2 separate regions of the Capra hircus genome follow, and region 1 is linked to region 2. Evidence: chromatin contacts called from public Hi-C data. All regions are on one chromosome and are shown on one strand. Each heading gives the region's core, a stretch centred on a gene start, on an enhancer-like site or on the middle of the called end of the contact. The rest is flanking DNA. Distances are from core to core; before and after follow the strand shown.

Region 1 (2,782 bases), core at 189-2,688, 460 kb after region 2:
CTGGGCCACGAGTCATCAAGTCTTCTGCAGTCTCCATGACACTGGCAGGTTAATGTGCAGGTTTAGAGGTGTGGTAAATCTCAGCCTTCAACATACCCTTTCTAGAAATGGTTTCCTATCACATTTCAGCATTCTTGGTCCCTCATGATGAATTTACCAAAACAACATGGATACTTACACTGCTAATACAGTAACTGTTTTTAAAAGATTATAAAATCTAAGAGTCTCTTTTATTTAAAAAAATTCACTGAAATTGAAGCATAGCTGATTTATAATGTTGTATTTATTTTTAATTTTGGCCACACCTATGACATGTGGGACCCTAGCTGCACCATCAGGGACTGAACCTGCACCCCCTGCATTGGAAGGCAGAGTCTTAACCACCAGACTGCCAGGCAAGGTCCTAAAAGTCCCTTTAAACACTTTTCCAACAGATATCTTCTAAAGGAGCAGTAGGCCTCACACAAGTGAATGACAGAAATCTAAAAAGAAAACAAAAAATCAAGAAACTGAATACAGTAGAAATTATCAGGGAGAGAAGCCATTTTTATAAAACATAGATGATTATTTTTAATTCAGTATATTCCATGATTAGCAGAGGATTCTGTCTGAAGTAAACCAGAACACTTAATACAGTACAAGATGTTTTTTGTTTTGTTTTTATAGGGACCACTAAGGCAAGATCTGTATCTCTGTGTGGAACTGATTTTCAAAGGGACAGAAGTGGTCTTTGATCTTTCTGAACCACTTGTCTTCAAACTCTTTCGAAGACCCGATCACCAAGGTAGTCAGGGCCGCGGGGCCAACACACTTGACCTCTGTGTGAACCTCGTCTCTGATTTTTTCTGGGACGATATCTTCGCCCATAACCTGCAATAGGAGGGGGGAAGAAAGATAAAACTCTTTCCCAATAACAGGTGCAGCAGATACCGAATGGAAGACCGTGCTAGTCATCAAGCACAAAGGATTTCACACAAAAGCAGAACTTCCTCAGCAGCCAGGGGACAACTCTGACAATTCAATATATTGAAAAGATGTTTATGAAGTAGTGATCCAAGACCACCTGTGTAAATACCCTACTGCTACTCTCATGCTTCCTGGAGTCAGCACATCAGGGAGGCACAAACGTGGCAGGGGTACCACTCAGGCCACAGGGAGTGCTGAGTCGACCTTCATAGATCACAGAGCATCTTCAGAGGGCAAGAACGCAACCGTGAGGGGTTCTTCTTCTCATAAACGACAGAAGAGCAGGCTTGGGAGGAACATAACTGCTATTTTGCAGAGAGCACAGACCCCTTCTTATGAAGTTCTCCAGAGACGTCAAAGGCAGCAAACAGCTGAGCAGCGAGTAGCTGAGTCTGTCCTTTCCTGACCCAGAGAGACTCCAACCCTCCAGGATGGTCACCACAGCAACCCCAGAGACCTGCCAGCACGCCAGCTCTCTGAAGGCGCAACACTGCCCTCTACTGGTGAGAACCAGGTCCAGATTCTGTGTGAGATTCTCTTTGACAAGACACCCACAAAACTACGTCTGCAGGAAGTGATCGGACCACTTTTGGTAAGGACAGTGAACATTTCCCACCCCAAACATTTTCCACCAATTATCATGAAAAGTCAGGGAGCCACTTGGCAGGGATATGGCAGAGGGAACTGCTCACTTGGATTTGGACTAGATGATCTCTAGGTTTCCTACAAACCCTGAGGTCCTCTGTTTGTAAATACTCAAATCATAATGGATTAGAAACCCACTCAAAGAACAGGTTCCACTGGCTTTAAATCTTCAAAGACTACTTACTGTTTGAGGCAAAGGCTGACAGGATGAGTAGAAACTGTCAGGATTTATTAAAGCATGGTAATTTTTATCAATTGGAAGACAATTTGTTTTTCTATCTTGACATTTCTAAAAACCAAGTTGTATCTTATAACCACTGCCGTGTCATAGTATTAAAAGCATATTACTTTTCTTTTAGTGGCACTTCAACTAATGATGTGTCTTAACAACTGATGACTGCTTGGACTCAATGAAATGTAGTATTTTAAAATCTGAGATATAACACCAAAAGTATATTTTTTTAATTAAAAAAAATAGAATGGAATGATAGCAATATTCAAACAATGCAATATTTCAAAAAGAGGGCTCAGCAGGTACATAATTCATAGACAGAGAACTATTATCTGTCACACATGGTGAAGAATATGAAGATGTTTAAGACACCTCCTAAAGGATGTCTTACAGGGCTTCCTGGGTGGCTCAGTGGTAAAGAATCTGCCTGCCAAGCAGGAGACTTGGGTTTGATTCCTGGGTTGGGAAGATCCCCTGGAGAAGGAAATAGCAACCCACTCCAGTATTCTTGCCTGGGAAATCCCACAGACCAAAGAGCCTGGCGGACTACAGTCCATAGGATCGCAAGAGGTTAACAACAACAAAGAATGTCTTACAAGGAACTTAAAATCTAGCTGAAAAGATAAGACATTCTTATATTTTCAGGGGCCCAAAGAGCTACCTATTTCAGCAATCACTCTATCGAGCTCAGAGCGAGAAACTGCCACAGACCAGGATGTTCAGGAAAAGGTTCCTGGAGGATGTGCGACCCAGGCTGGGTCTCAGGTTGAGAACAGTAAGTAGATGGAGATGGGAAAACCCATGACAGGTGTGCTAGGCGTGGGAGATTAGTCCAGTGGAAGCAAAAGGTTTGTGGAAGGAATGACCAGGCCCTAAGTCTGAGATTACTCTCGGGAAGGCCTCAGACATCCTATCAAGGCACCAGAATTAGACCCAACC
Region 2 (2,700 bases), core at 51-2,550:
TGGGTTCTCTGCTTCCAGAGCCTCCCAGAATAACTGCATGTCTTCTCTGAATGTTTGGTAAAGAATCTGGATTGTGTGTGCCTGATCAGTCGCTCAGGCGTGTCCGATTCTTTGTGACCCCGTGGACTGTAGCCCACGAGACTCCTTTGTCCATGGGATACTCCAGCAAGAATACTGGAGTGGGCTGCCATTTTCTCCTCCAGGGGATCTTCCTGACCCAGGGATCAAACCTGACTCTCCTGCATCTCCCACATTGGCAGGCAGATTCTTTACGTCTGAACCATTCGGGAAGTGTCTGGATTAAGCTTTTTAAATTATCAAATTCAAAGCCAATCTTGCTGAACCTGGATGCCGCACCCCCATCCGTGGCTCTCTGGTCCCATCCCTCACACACTGCCCAGTTGGTCCATGATTTAGCAGCTCTGCTTTTGTCGTTGTTAGTTTTCTGGTCCATCTTCAACATTCATCAGTAGCAAACTAACATTCATTGACCAGCTTCTATAATCTGTGCTTTGAGAATTTGAGAAAGAGTCTCAAGAGAAGATTAGACTTGTGGGTTCCATTGTATAACCTTTGGTACAATTAGATTTTTATTTTTTTACATTATCGCAGACATGCTAAATCTTTTCACTCATATCTGACTCTTTGCAATCTGATTCTACAGAGTGTAGCCCATGAGGCTCCTCTGTCCATGGGATTCTCCAGGCAAGAACGCTGGAGTGGGTTGTTATGCCCTCCTCGAGGGGATCTTCCCCACCCAGGGATCAAACCCGCGTTTTCTGCATCTCCTGTACTGCAGGTGAATTCTGTATTGCTGAGCCACTGGGGAAGCCCGCTTACATTACTACCTTTAGCTTATAAACATCTTAGAAGAGACCACTGAAGGGATTTGATACATCATTTTTGAAAAAGTATATTTCACATATGAGGTCTTTCTGCACATGATTGTTGATTAATAGTTGGTGGATAAGTCTAGAGGGAAACAAACAATTTTTGTTTTGAGTTTGAAAACTACAGAGCTTTATTAAATAATCTTACCCTCTCCTTTCTCAGATTTGTTTCTGCACTAATAATGTTGTTATGCTTCCAAAGTCAAGAGCCTCAGTGTTCTGAGACTTGGAAACCCAAAAAGGATGCAGCTTTTCCTTGGGCCCTGCCCACCACACTCCACCACTCTTAGAACTGCCTCCTGCGCACAAAGGGTGAATCTAGAAAAAAACCCAGCTGACTCAGCCCTGGAACTCCCTCCTCACTCCACCCGGGAAGGACTGCTGTTCCTCTGACTCCCAGTAGGGGGAGCAGCTGCTCCCTCCATCAGTTCCAGAGACCTTCCCAGCCTCTGGCTATTCTCCAGGGTTCATAGAGCTAAAAGACTCTCCCCAGAGTTTCAGTCTTCTGCGTCCCGCAGCAGTGGCAGCACTGTCCAAATTCCATCTCTGCTGAATTTGTAGCAAAATGAAGACTGTATTGGGAGCTGGCACCCGAAAGCACGTCTCCCATCATGACTGCCACCTGCCTTCAGCCCCTGATGTCTTGAGGAGAAAAAATGAAATGCATTTTTGGACACATAGAAATGATGAATGAAGCTGCCACCACCCCCTGGAGCCCTTGGGCTTTCTTCTCTGACTCAGTCACCAATTCCCTAAGCTCCCTCAATGCCTTCCAAAGCCTGGGTGTGGCTACAGAGCCCTTGAAAAGTGACTAGTGTGATGAGTAGTTGAATGCTTTATTTTAATTCAGCTAGATTTGAAAACAATTCAGTTATTGGAAAACTTTATGCCTGGAACAATGTGGGCAGATGAATGTTTTTTCAACTGTAAATTTTATAAAATCAAAATACATATCAAGTATTTTTAATGAAACTTTAACAGTCCAGATGAGATGCGCTGTAGGTAACAGATTTTGAGCACATAGAACAAAAAGAACACAAAACTGTCACATTTGTAGTGGTTCATATGATTACATGTGAAAATGCTATTTAGGATATCTCGGGTTAAACTATATTACTAAAGTTAATTTTACCTGTTTCTTTTTTCACCTAAGAGTTGACCCTTGAACAACACAGGATGAATTGCACAGGTCATTTGTATGCTTATTTTTAAACAGTAAATATACTGCAGTGTTACACAGTCTTTGGCTGGTAGAATCTGCACAGATACAGAGGAAGCATGGATTTGGAGGGCCAATCACAAATTACACTCAAATTTCCCACTGCTTCAAGGACTGAGGCCCCTAGTCCCCCATGGTGTTCAAGGGTCAGCTGTGTTTTTTAGCAAACAGCACTTTTCTAGACCCTCTTCCAGTTTATTTGCTTGTTTTGGAGAGGGGTTGGCTGTACTGAGCAGCATATGGGATCTTAGTTCCCCAACCAGGGATCAAACCCACTCTGCCTGCTTTGGAAGCGCAGCGTCTTAACCACTGGACCACCAGGGAAGTCACTCCAGTTTTCCTTTGCCTTGAAAACTAGCCAGAAATTCCACCTGGTGTGAACAGGGTGGTGTTCTGCGAAGAAATCACACAGCTTTCCGAGGCCCGCAGTGCTGGAAGGAGGCAGAAGAAGCAACACCAGGTGGAACTGGGTCTGATATCCTGAGGGAAAGCCAACCCATGCCAGGACCCTCCCAGCCCCACCCCGACTCCCATGCCATCAATGGGATCCATGCAGGCCCTCAGTGGACCCTCTCCTGGAGACCCAGGGAT

What was found. Hi-C and Micro-C count contacts between places; a contact is called where the count stands out from the background.
Region 1: a contact with region 2 is called in a Hi-C map of blood, with 5 times the contacts expected there. The contact joins two enhancer-like sites. A contact is called at or near these places in 3 of 5 Hi-C or Micro-C datasets (blood and liver).

Annotation. Positions count from the first base shown.
Region 1 is chr14:65,441,438-65,444,219 of ARS1.2, forward strand. It overlaps LOC102168470, which reads right to left. Exons shown (of 6, transcript XM_005688867.3): 6 at 517-870. The coding sequence ends at 673. Among named protein-coding and RNA genes, the nearest start is that of FAM83A, 29 kb to the left of the region's middle. Within about 2 kb of position 1,439, at least 1 of the 5 cell types and tissues checked has an H3K27ac peak or open chromatin away from gene starts, as enhancers often do.
Region 2 is chr14:64,980,776-64,983,475 of ARS1.2, forward strand. No RefSeq gene overlaps it. Among named protein-coding and RNA genes, the nearest start is that of ZHX2, 91 kb to the right of the region's middle. Within about 2 kb of position 1,301, at least 1 of the 5 cell types and tissues checked has an H3K27ac peak or open chromatin away from gene starts, as enhancers often do.